Linked DNA regions of Anser cygnoides: region 1 is linked to region 2. A link is a contact called in public Hi-C data. All regions are on one chromosome and are shown on one strand. Each heading gives the region's core, a stretch centred on a gene start, on an enhancer-like site or on the middle of the called end of the contact. The rest is flanking DNA. Distances are from core to core; before and after follow the strand shown. Region 1 overlaps DYRK1A (dual specificity tyrosine phosphorylation regulated kinase 1A). Region 2 holds the start of DYRK1A (dual specificity tyrosine phosphorylation regulated kinase 1A).

The links. A called contact is a pair of places that touch in the nucleus more often than the background predicts.
Region 1: a Hi-C map of liver shows a contact between it and region 2, with 1.7 times the contacts expected there. The contact joins the enhancer-like site here to the promoter of DYRK1A in region 2. A contact is called at or near these places in 4 of 7 Hi-C or Micro-C datasets (granulosa cells and liver).

What each region holds. Positions count from the first base shown.
Region 1 is chr1:115,267,013-115,273,606 of Taihu_goose_T2T_genome, forward strand. The region is part of intron 2 of DYRK1A (dual specificity tyrosine phosphorylation regulated kinase 1A); the gene reads left to right. It overlaps LOC106036088 (a long non-coding RNA gene), which reads right to left and starts at 899. Exons shown (of 3, transcript XR_001207092.3): 1 at 1-899. Within about 2 kb of position 4,204, at least 2 of the 3 cell types and tissues checked have open chromatin away from gene starts, as enhancers often do. A contact at or near this core is called in liver, where this site is marked.
Region 2 is chr1:115,212,553-115,218,432 of Taihu_goose_T2T_genome, forward strand. DYRK1A (dual specificity tyrosine phosphorylation regulated kinase 1A) reads left to right here and starts at 4,406. Exons shown (of 12, transcript XM_066978717.1): 1 at 4,406-4,426. LOC106036124 (a long non-coding RNA gene) reads right to left here and starts at 4,081. Exons shown (of 3, transcript XR_010825455.1): 1 at 2,584-4,081; 2 at 942-1,083.

The sequences.
Region 1 (6,594 bases), core at 2,954-5,453, 54 kb after region 2:
CCCTGGCAACTGGGGGGAGCGCGTTTGCATCGCGCCGCGCCATTGGCCCGCGCGCCGCCCGGCTCGCCCAATCAGGCGGCGGCGGCGCGGTGGTAGGCTATGCTAATCGCCCGCTGTTGCTGGGGGTCCGGGAGGTTTTCTGCGCGCCGCCCCGCCCCGCCGCGTCGTGCTGCCTGCCGCGGGGCGCTGGCCAACGGCCGCCGCGGAGCTGACGCAGCTCCCGCCCGCCGCGGGCTCCGGCCGCCCCCACGTACATCCACCTCCCCACATGCCCGGGGGCGAGCCTGGTACCTGCGTGTGTGGGGGGGGGTCTCTTAAAATACGTGTGCGCGCACCGGGTTAATGGAACAATTGTAATAAAAGCTTCGCTGGAATAGCTCAGGAAGGAGTGCTGTGAGGATGGAAGGGGACTCTCGCAGCTCTTTCCCCACTTAATTCACCCCCCACCTTTAATTAAACTGCCTTACGTTGAAAGAACCAGACTTCTGTGGAAAGCCTGGCTTTGAGAACACTAATAAAGTCAGCCTTAATATCAGTACTTTCTAAAATGCAGTAACCCCTGTTTCTGAGATAACTATCTCCAGACGGCGTGAATGTATAATAACCTATTTCTAGAATACACACCAGCCTTGTAAAAATGGGGTATTCGCATCCCTCATGTTTGTCGTCGTTGTTCCCCCCCTCCTAAAAAAACAACCCTCAGCTGTAACTGTCAAGCCTGGATTTTTTTCTGTCCTCCATATCATTCCTGCCTAAAGAGTATTGGGAAATGTGGTCTTAAAACATTTTTGTTGCTTAAATCTGCATCTGGTTCCTTTCTGCTGCTTTCCAAACCCGCTTTGTCCTGCTCAGTAATGGATTAATTCACCTTCTGCAGTCCTCCCAAGTCCCTCCCTCTGTCTTCCTTAGCTGCCCAAATTATGGTCTTTCTTCGCATAAATGCTCTCATTCTTCCTGTCCAACTCAGTAAAATTGACTGTAGTGTTAATGGATTATTTAATTTAGTAAAACCATGTCTACGTATGTTCTGTATCCTTTTTTTCCCCCACCCCCCCACCTCTGAGCATAGGTATTAACACGTCAGAGGTTTGCTACCACTGAATATTTACTAGTAATGGTGGAAATTACTGGCATTTTTTTTTTTGACATGACCCTGTCGTCAGCAGATTTGGATTCCTTTGAGTTCAGTTGGAATTGAAATTTTGGTAAAAGTGCTTCAATTTGGCAACTACTTTTTCCCCCTTATTTTTTAATACTTCTAAAATTTTTATAGTTGGTTTAATTCGTTTAATACCAAAAGAACAGACGGCATTCTCCAGATTTAATGCTTAGAGTTGACTAAGTGCACTGTGAGAGCGTTGGTTCAGGTGAGCAATAATCTGCAGTCATTTATAAGACAACTCACCATGAAGACCAATGCTAGACCAAGTTAGAGTAGCCGATTTTTATTTTGGTAGGGTTTTGTTTTACATTTTCAACTGTTTTGTAAACCCTACAGAAAACTGATAGCTGAAGTAAATCTAATTTCTAGTGCATTTACGAAGTTAAAAATCTTAAGATAAAAAGTAATTTGTGTGGACTTGAAGCGGCGTTTGCTTTTGAAGGCTTCTGGAATGTGAGTGTAAAGGTTCTTTTATAGCATGGAATGACTTCACACAGTCATGTCATTTTAAACTTTGTCACTAAGTTTCTGTTGTCTGTATTACAAGGTTACCATGACTTATAAACAAAGTATTTTTTTCTCCTTTTCTCTTTTTTACTTATTGATTTGACAGAGCTCTCTGCATAACCATTGTTTCCTATCTGCATCCATGTCTTCCACAGGTTGCACTGGGAACTGGTTGGGAGGTGTGGGCCTTTCAGCTACATTAAGTATGCTTATGTAGTTCGGATTAAGTAGTAGTTTTTAAACTTTTATTTGGAATGATATTCAGACTTAATTCTTTATTTCTATTTTAAAAGCTGTTATGAACTTTAAACGAGATTGTAAGATAGTAGAGAGCCATTTTCCACTGTCTTTACATCCAGGCTGTTTAAATGGCAGAATTTTCATTAAATTACAGAACTTGTAAACTTTATAACTGTAGACATAACTGCATGAAACCTTAAAATAGGCATAGGTTTTTAGAGGGAGAGAAAAAAGAAGTATCAGAACACTAGTCTTGGCATATTTTCACCAGCATTGATGTCCTCTGAAAAATGACTGTTCTGTTGTTTTGAAGATTTTTTTTTAAAAAAAAAAAGTTTTTTTTCCTTTTAAAGCAGATGTTAGTCTTTTAAAAATATTTATTGATAATTAATACTTAAGTATTGATGGCTCAGCTATTCTGATTCACATATTTAATTTGGTGTAATGTAAATGTCATATTAAGCTGAATCATCAGCCAAACTACTTGAATTTGACCAGTGTTTCTCAAGCTACATGTTTATGAAGAAGAGTTAGATGGAGTTACAAAGTGGTAGGAAAACTTCTGAAGAATATGCAATGTATATTATGAAAAAATAAAAGCTTCAATAAGAAATATGTTGGTGTGTATACAGTTACTTAATAGAGAATGTTTCTTCTTCTCTACATATTAGAATAGCCTCTCTTGGAGGATCACATGAAGATGTGTCAAAAGGGAGCTTAAAAAAATAAACCCGGCCTGCAACAGTAGAATAAACAAAACTGCTAATCTGTATTGTTGCCCCTTTGCAGGAAGGCAGCCTTAATTTTTGTGACTATTCGGCAGAGGCCATCGCGTGAGAATGGCAGGTTCATGACAAGCAAAAGGAGGTGGTGCTTAATGCAGCCTTAGAGTAAACTGTGGAGCCTTTTGCCATGGGATGCCAAAAGCTGAAATGCAAAAAGTTGTTCAGCAAATCCGTAGAAGAAAAGAATGAGCAAAATATGTTAGTAACAAAGACTCTGCTTCACATAATTCCTGGACTGCAGGCTGGCAGAACATGCCTGGCACAAACCGCTTGCCGTGTTGCTGTCTTCCAAGATGACTGCCGTTGACCACTTTCAGAGACAGGATACTGATTTGAATGGATCTTTGTTTTGATATGTGAAGGAATTCCCATGTTAGTGCCCTGATGTTTGAAAGAACTGTGCTTCTTTTTAGTCCTTAGTCCAGCATGAATCTAGCACCCCTTCTTGCTTGGTTCTGAATGTGAGCAGAAAGGAACATCTCTTTCAGACCTCTCATTTGGCTTACTTTTCCCAAATTTTTGAAACTTCCTATAAAACTTCTGTCCAGAGCTCTGCTAAACAGATTTACTGACTAATGTATGTTCCTAGTATTTATAAAGTCTTTATATGAAATCAGAAATTTCAAATCACAAAACCTTTTCGTCTTTAACCTATGTCTCCTTGTTTTTCTGTAGGTAGAATAAAACCCAATCTCATAAGAATACTGCAGAAAGAAATTATGAATTACATAGGTACAACAACAACTACCATATACAATATATATACAGACAATAATTTTATTTGGGCACAGTCTGAGGAGTATCAAGGGATATTAAGTTAAATACAATGAAAATAAATTGTATTGTGTAGCAGCCTATTCAGTGAGCATTACTTCCATTCCGCCTTTTAAAGTAAATAAGGGTATTCATGTAGCTAGATAGTATCATAATTTATTTATATAGAGTGACTAAATTAAAACTGGAAGTATTCTGGTGTTTCTGAACTTCTGCGCACACTAATCTTCAGTTTTAATGTTCTTTCAATCAAGTGCATATGTAGGTGCAAGTTTCTGGTCTGTGCGAAGTCCTTGCACGTAGAGGTTCAGTTCTCACCGTTTACTTGAGGAGTTGTAGATTTGCTCTTAGGCAGTCTGCTTCTCAATAGAAATTTCAAATCAGAGTTCTCACAGGGCTTAGGATTTTGACTGTGAAATTTAGTGTACTTTATTTCCTGTAGGTTTTATTTGAGAATTTTGGTGATCGTTGGTTTCATTTATTTAAAAAAAAAAAAAGTATTTTTACTTTCACAAAAATTTCTTAGTTCTAGAATTCTTGAGTATACTCAAAGTAATATTTATACGTTAATGAAACAGATTTATAGTGTTGCCAGTGGATTAAATCATAAGTGTCTCTGTTGTTTTCCAATTAAAAAGCTTTATGAGTTTAAGAATTTCCTTCTCTTTGCTTGTTGTGGGAGGATTACATTGAGCAGGGGCATTTAGTCTTTCTAGGTTGATTGCACCAGACTTTTGAAGTGGTAGAGGAGAGGATACATATCTCAGTCTCTCCCAGTCACAGGTCTTAGCCGCAGTATTTCTACAGCAGAGTCAACTAGCTTCCCTTGAAAGTACAGGCACAAAACCAATAGAGTGCATGCACATAATTCCTGTCCAAAGTCCGCATCCCGCCACGGATTGTCCAGGGCAGAGGATAGCCAAGGCAGGCACAACAAGGTCCGAACAACTAATGAAGCCTACTCTTGGCCTTTCTTTTTTGCTCCCCCTCTGCCAAATGTCCAGACACATTGCCGACAAGTCATGTCAAAGATCTGCAAGCTGTTGGGAAAGATGGCACCCAGAAGTAATTTTTTATCACCTTCTGAACACTTTGCCTTAGCTGCAGCTTGCTCCATTTGGAAAGAGCACGAGCAAGAAGATTCGGTGGCCTGGGTGCATTGGCCTGTCGAACAGGACTGGAGAATGCAGTTGTTCCTAAGTTTAGGGCTTAATTTTGCTTTGAGCAAAGGTAGCATTTGGCATTTCTGTACAGGGAAGTAGACTGAATAGTTATTGTAAAATAGGTTCTGAAGTAGCCATTCTTAATAATATAATTCCTCCACAATAATATAGTTCCTCTAGAGGAAGGATATTTATAACGGCGTTGTTTGTTCTGCAGTTGCTGCTGCAGGTAATTTCCCTTTGTTTGCTGGTTCTCTCACAGCCTTCCTCATTCCAGAGCAAGCAGAGTGAAATCCATGTACCCTCAAATTCTCATGTGGTCATTTTAAGTGTAGTGCATGAGGACAATAGGCAGAACAGTGCTTCGGTAGAGTAGTAGTTCACTTAGAGTTCAGGTTGGCATTTGCCTATTGCTTAAAAGATGATTGATCTAAACTACAAAATCCCAAGTGTTTGACATTTATTATGCTTAGGCAGAACTAGGGTAGGTCTAACTTGTCTTAAATGTGGGTTCGTTTGGACAGAGTTCTCAAGATACAGATGTTTGTATCTATTGCTAATTGCTCACTGCCTGTTCTAGGGTGTGCTAACAACACAGAGGTGGCTGCGTATTAAAGAAAAGCAGAGATCAATCTTCTCAGTGTTTCAGGCTTGTTTCTAAGGGGTGCACTGAATAATTGCTGAGGTCATAACGCGTATTAGTAGAAAAAAATAATGAGGAGGTGGAGGCCTTAATCTGAGCTGGGATTGCAGAGATTGGAAAGACACAGATTTGAAGTATGAACCAGTCATACGGTATTAAGAGCTGCCATGTTTGGTCTGTGGTGTAGACCCACAAGCTCTTGAACTTTGAGCGTGGAAATGAGACTACCCATTGTGGTGAATGATACAGTTCACACTTCTATACTCTGGTCGTGTTTTCCGGCATGTTCTCATTCAACTGCAAACTTACCACTGAGAAGGAGTACCTCAGCACATTGCTAAATGACCCGAACAGTAGGTAGCAGAGAGTAGGGAAAGGGAGGATGAGGCAGAAGGGAGAGGAAGTAAAAGGCAGGTCAAAATATTTAAGGTAAAGGCTGTGATGTTTGTGGAGTAAATGTTGAAGAAAGGAGGAAGGGTGAAATAAGGTGAGTTGTGCAGAGGGTGTTTGAAATGTTCATATTTCAAAATTAGATGACTCCACAGTCCAGCAACACACACACACCACATTCCCATTTCCAATTTAGTTTTAGTTCTACATTACTTCGGTTGGATAAGTGCTGTTGTGCCATGCTTTACTAGTCTTGGCTTTCTGAATATGGTAAGAAATTCTGCCTCCTCTTGAAGTGGAGTTGAACAAAGAGATGGGAACCTTGGGCAGTGGGGTTTTTATCTAACAGCTAAAGCATTCAATGGAAGTAGTAATCGCTGCCTGGAAGCCAAATGCAGAAGATCTATGTACAGAAGGGGTTATGAAATTGCTGTTATTTTCAAGGAAACAGTTACCCAGATAGCAGGTTGGTGGTAAGTTCTCACATATGGGGAATGACTATGTTTACACTTATAAAAGAATGAAATAAAATGCTGATGTGACTTTCATTGTTTTTCCCTACTTCACTTTGCAGAAGTCAGTAGATAGTGAAGTATTTTTAAGGCTGTTGCAAAGGTTATGTTATCACATAGAGAATTCTCTGTATCTCTTGGTGTAAAGAAATAAAGATCAGCTGTTGCACTGAAAGTTGCTTTTGTCAATCATGAAGGAAGCTTGTATAACTCATGAGGTCAAAAGTGTCACAATAGTTTATTTTTGTCTTTAATTTTTAGTTGGGGGGTAAGTAGGTATGAAGAAATACCAAAGGAAATTCACTTCTTCTAATGTTCAGTGGTTTTCATCCTTCAGTAGAGGTATACCTAAACAGAATACTTTGGTTGAACTGTGAGAGTGGCAAAGGCAGTCACATACACACCTTAAAAAGTAGTG
Region 2 (5,880 bases), core at 3,156-5,655:
ACCACATTAGTTACTTAGCAGCACCTTTTTGACAGGCGAAACACAAGCTGCTTGCTCCAGATGATGGTTTGATTTAGAATTAAGTCTGTCTGAGAGCTGCTATGGCGTTCTCTGAAGTGTTAATGACGTAACCCAGGGAGAAGAACTTCTCTGGGGACTTAACTTCAGATTGTGGCCCAGCACCAAAGGGACTGAGCTATATGGTGGCTTTGCCTGAGAAACACAAGTTAACAGAACAGTTGACATAACATTTTTCCTACACCGTGAAGTCCTTTCTGAAGATCTTCTAAGATCAGACCAGTCTGCTGAGCTAAGGAGGCCACTCCTGCACAGGATACACAGGACACAAAGGATTGAATTGCTGCTGGCACAACGCATCTTCTAGATTGAAGCATCTGTTCAAAGTACAAATATTAAGCCCTGGAAAGGTCACAGTCCCCATCGCTGATGCGAAAGAAGCCTGGAGTTCAGACAGAAATGCACACACTGCAAAGGAAAAACTGCATGGCTACAAGGGCTTTTTAGGGTTTAGATCACAGAACGAAGACTTCCAGAACCTAGGGTGAAGAGGGAAACGGACCCCTCTACTCAATGTAGCAAGACTGAAAAGAGAAAATCTGGAATATGTTACCCATAATCACACTCTGCTATCATGCAGCTGTGTGGCTGAAACACCACAACCACAGTGTATCTATACTTGAAGCAGGAGAAAGACATGGAGCCAGGCCAACAGGATACGGAGCATCTTCCATAGAGTACTTAGCTCCTTAACTAGGAAAACTGCTTCATCCCAGAAATGGTAGAAATAGTCTTACTGATACAATGTGTGCTCAGAAAGCCAGGAGGATAGCTATTGACATGGCTATATGCCTTTAAGTCTACCACTGGCAGAATGCTGGGCTGAATGACTAACGTGCTATGTTCAAACACCAGTTACATACCTGAGTAGAGATTCCTCACTTGAGATACGAAGTCCTGGTAATTGGCAGGAAGTGAGGAAGGTTCTGAAATGATCAGTGCCATGTTTATCACACCAGTAGTCTATCCACTTCAGTACTGTTTCTGGTGCAGCAGTTTCCACTACTAGAAATTTTAAAGAAAACAATTACAGAACAAGCAAACCTAACAAGTCTTTAATATTCTTTACTAAGTAGAAACCTCAAAGCATGAAAGGAATGTAATTTTCAACTTTTTCCTCTGATTTATTGATCTCAGTTCTATTTCTTTGATAAGAGGAAGCAAATATGAAAATACAAGTATTTATTTATGACTTTATATTTGTCTGTTGTACCATATCCTCTTGTTTTTCCTTTAGATGACAAAATCTTTGTTTCCCCCCCCCATCGCTCCCCCCCGCCCCCCAATACTACTAATAACAGCCATCAGTCTGTGAAAAAACCTGTTTCTACAGCATGCTTCCTGTGGTAGCTCTGCACCTTTGGGATCTTTTGGATCCTTTACAATTCAATTACAATTTCCAATTACAACCATTTCTGCACTGGTCCTAAGTCTAATCTGTTGACAGCATAGATGTAAATGAACACCACAAAAATGGAAAACAGGAAGGATTATATTTCTCACTATACTGAAAGAGAGACAGAAGGAAAGGCAAAATAGTCAACCAGGGTAGACTGTAAGGTGAATTTCCGTCCCACTAGGATACTGTAATTCAGTGTTTTCAGAGTTGCAGATTGTGCCACCTTTTACCTACTGAACTAAGAAAACTTTTATATTGTTTTGTTTTCTTTTACATCTGTCCTATTTCTCAAGTCTGTTGAAAATAATGTTTCTCCCAAATCTTATTTCTCCATGCTGGATGCTTTCCTCCTCTTTTTTTTTTCCCTTTTTTTTTTTTTTGTGTGTGTGTACTTTTTTCCTAATTTTTTTTTTCTTCTAAATCATTCTACTTATTATTGTTCTTTTTGACCCCAAATATTCAGCTTTATGAGAGGTTTGTCTTTTTGGAAGAGAAAACCAAGTATTTCTCAGGAGCCTATCTTTGTATTCATGAGAAATATATACAAGCTGCTGATTTAAAGTGGGACACTGAAATGTCAACCTATCCTTAGGAGCTTTTTGAATGATAATAAAAATAATATAACAATTCCCCTCTTGACAGTCCATTCTTTCCTAAAGAAAAAAAAAAGTAAGATGTGATAACTCATTATTATGTAGAACAAAGTAGAAGAAAGTAGATTTGAAAAAAATGGTCATCACCTTTTAAAAGACATTTTAACTTGGCCCAAGTTGTCACATTCCCATCTCAGCAAGCTTGGTTACAGCAAGCAAAATAAAAGTAGAGGACTATTGAGCACAAGTGCACAAATGCATGAGACAATGGTAATATGTGTGTCGGCAAAAAAAAAAAAAAACACAAAAAAACCACAACACCAAAAATACACCACCACCACCAAAAAAGGTACATACTGTAACATACTGTAATACAGTAACTGGTATAATAAGTTTCTATGAGATCTGTAGTTACCTACGGTGAGCAACAGAGAAATTACTCTGCCACAGCACGTTCCCATTCACACAGAACGGCAAAGAGATTTTAGTGTAATGTACAGCGTGTGCGTGTACCTTAGGCCAAAACCTGATGATGCTGACTTGGGAGTCCTTGGGTAGACGCAGGTGACTCTGCACCTTTGTCATCCAGCAGAACGTGGGTGTTGGCTTTCCTCAGCTTGGGCTGAGAACTGCTTTCTGATCATACTCTAAGGTAGAGAGAGAAGTGTCAAAAGCGGCTCAAAGTGACCTCTCAATCTTCTGGGGGCTGAGGGGGATGAGAAATGACTGCCTAAGTCACGGTGCTCCCAGACACCTTCCACGGCTTTAAGGTGCAATTTCATGGGTGGTTTAATCTAACTTAATGCTATGCTGTCCCACAGATCCCACTGCCACACTTCCTGATCTCCTCAGTATTAGCATTTATCCTAGCCATACGAATTTATTTATTTATTTTGTGGCTAGGCATTTCAATTAGTTTGTTTCTGATGTAAAAAGAGGCAGGGGGACTGAATGGCTGAAAGTGGAGAGACAGCGGACTGCTATTTCCAGCAGCAGCAAGCTTTTAGCTTGGTCGAACTGCTTGTGATACTGTATTTGTAAAGTGGTGATTAGATTTTTGAGGGACTTTGGTTGTCGCTGTACCTGTCTCCCTACCTTTGGCCATTTAATTTCACTTTTTAAGCCGAGAGAAAGATATTAGAAGAGGAAAAAGTGCTGATGGAACAGGTGTTGGTAATGTGGCCTGATTTCCTCAAGGAGGCTGACTGTGAACTAAAACGATTAAAATATCACAGGACGGCATTAAAATATTACATAAAGGCCGTACTCTACTTTTTTGACCCTTGTGGGCATTTATGAAACAAACGATAAAAACAATAGCAAATAAAGCCCCGGTGAAGGTTTGGGCTGGTTGTGCAGACTCCTAAACCGCTCTGCGACTCGGAGCCCTCCCTCAGGACTCTCCTCACAGAACGCACCCACAGCGCGCCGTGCGAGGCAACTTTCGGGGGCTTGTTTTGGGGCGGAACACCGCTATTTCGTGCACCGGGGGCCGTGAGAGAACCCTGCCCGCCCAGCGCCCCCTTCAGGACGGGGAAGGCGCCGCCTCTCCCCCCCCCCCCCCCACCGAGAGCCGTTACCGGCCTCGCGCCCCGCCCCTCCCCCCGGCGCGCCGGGGCCATCCCGGCCGGCAGCGTCACCCGCCGGGGGGCGGGGCCGCAGCGGTTGCCAGGGCAACGGCGGGCCCCGCCCTTTCCCTTCCCCTCCCTCCCCACGTCAGCGCCGTCTCCCGCCCGGGCGGGGTGGGCCGGGTGATTGACAGTTGCCCCGGCAACGGGCTCGCCCCGCCGCCATTTTGTCAGTTACCTTTTTTTTTTTTTTTAAAGCTTTTTTCAAAAAAAAAAAAAAACCTTCCCGCCTGAACCGCGGGTGTGGTTTTTTTTTTTTATAATTATTGTTATTTTTTTTTTCCTTTTCCTTTCGCACCTTCCCGAAAATATAAAAAATTAATAAAAAATAATAAATTGCGCCCCCCCCCCCCCCCCCCGTGAGGCGAGCAGCTGAGCCCCCCGGCGTGGGCACGGGCCGGGGCTGCGGCGTGAGGGGAGCGGAGCCGGTTCGTGAGGGAGGAGAGGGAGGAGGAGGAGGAGCGGGGAGGGGGAGGAGGTAGCGGCTGGCAGGCGGGGGAGGGAGGGAGGGAGCGAGGAGTTCCCGGGGGCTCGGTACGGCGCTGCGCTTCCCCCCCCCACCCCTCCTCCTCCTCCTCTCCTCCTCCTCCTCCTCCTCCTCCCCCCCGCCCGCCCGCCGCTGTCCCCGCGCTGCCTGGCCGGGGCTCAGGCCGCCGCCGCCGCCGCTGAGCCGCTGCGATCCGAGGCGAGGCCGGGCCCCGCCGTTGCCGCCGCCGGGCGCTGCGCAGGTTTGGAACGCGCGCCATTTTGTGAGCGATAGAAAACCCAGCCCGGCCGGGAAGCGCCGCGGATCCGCCCGCCGGGCCGGGCCGGGCCCCCTCCTCCTCCTCCTCCTCCTCCCCCCTGCCCGCCGCGCAGGGAGGAAGGCGCGCAGCGGGCAGACCCCGCCGCGGGACGCTGCCTGCCGTGTGCCCCGAGCCGCGCAGGGCCCGAGCGCGGCGGGGCGGCCGGGCTGCGGACCGGGAGGGAGGCGCCGCCGCCGCCGCCGCCGCACCGGGGCCCCGTGTGCCGAGGCCGGGCGTCGCGAGGAGAGAGGCCTCGAGCGAGCGAACGAGCGAGCGACCGGGAGGAGCCGCGCCGGAGCGCGGGGCCCGCCGCCCCCCGGACGGGTAAGCGAGCCGCCCGGAGCCGGCGGCGCCGAGCTGCGCAGCGGGACGGGCTGGGGCCGCCTCCCGGCCCGGCCCGGCGCGGCCGAGGGGGGCGCAGCGCGGGGGGCAGCCCCGCTGCCATCTTAGGCGCGGAGGACGAGGAGGAGGCGGCGGCGAGGGCGCGGGGGGCCCGGCGAGACCCCGAGCGGAGCCGGCGGGGCCCGCGGCCGCGCCGGGCGTTGGGGCCGGCCTCCCTCCCTGCCTCCGTCCTTCCCTGCCGGGACCGGGCGGCGGCCTCCGCGGCCCTTTCCCCCTCTCGGTGTCCGGGAGAGGCCGAGCCGGGCAAGCGGAGCCGCCGGGAGGGCCCCGCGCCCGGGGATACGGAGGAAGGGAGCTCGCCGGGATCCCCCGGCCCCGCTGCGCAACGCCCTGCGGTGGGCGGGCGGGAGCGGGGGGCGGCAGGAGCCGGGCCATCAGCTGGGCAGGCACCTGTTGTGGCCCGGGCTGCGGGGGCCTGCCCTCGGGGGGCTCCCCTGCGGCTGCAGGGGGTGGTGGGGGCCGGTGCAGGAGGGCTGCGAGCCTGGCTCAGGGTGCTGTCACCCCGCCGGGTGGGGGAGAGAGGGTGAAGCGCTTGGGCGTAGGTACGCACAGGGCTCCTGGGGCTGAGCGGCTGGCTGACGGGGCTTTTAGGAAAAGAGGGAGCCCGTCTGAGGCTTTCCCTCCCGCCGCCGCAGCGTCAGAAAGCACAATTAGAAGTCCCGTAATTTGAAATTTCGAAATTGGTGCATTTTTGAATCGCAGTCAGCTTTGAAGTTCTCGGTTTAGTCCGTCCAAGGACTATGTAGGGGTTCTTTGATCGTGTGTCTAGATTGCTGCTGTTACTTAGTTCTCCTATTACTCCACAGTCATTGGGGGAAATAAACATTCATTGTTCTTTAAAATTAACAAAGGCAGAATATCTGGCTACAAAATAAATCAACAAGCGTGGTTTTGACAACCTACTGTTTTAATCCCAATGAGAGCGTGGTAACAACTTTGGCCAGTAGGTATACATAGTCACTTTTACATGGGTATAGCGTTGTAGGGACCTGTCT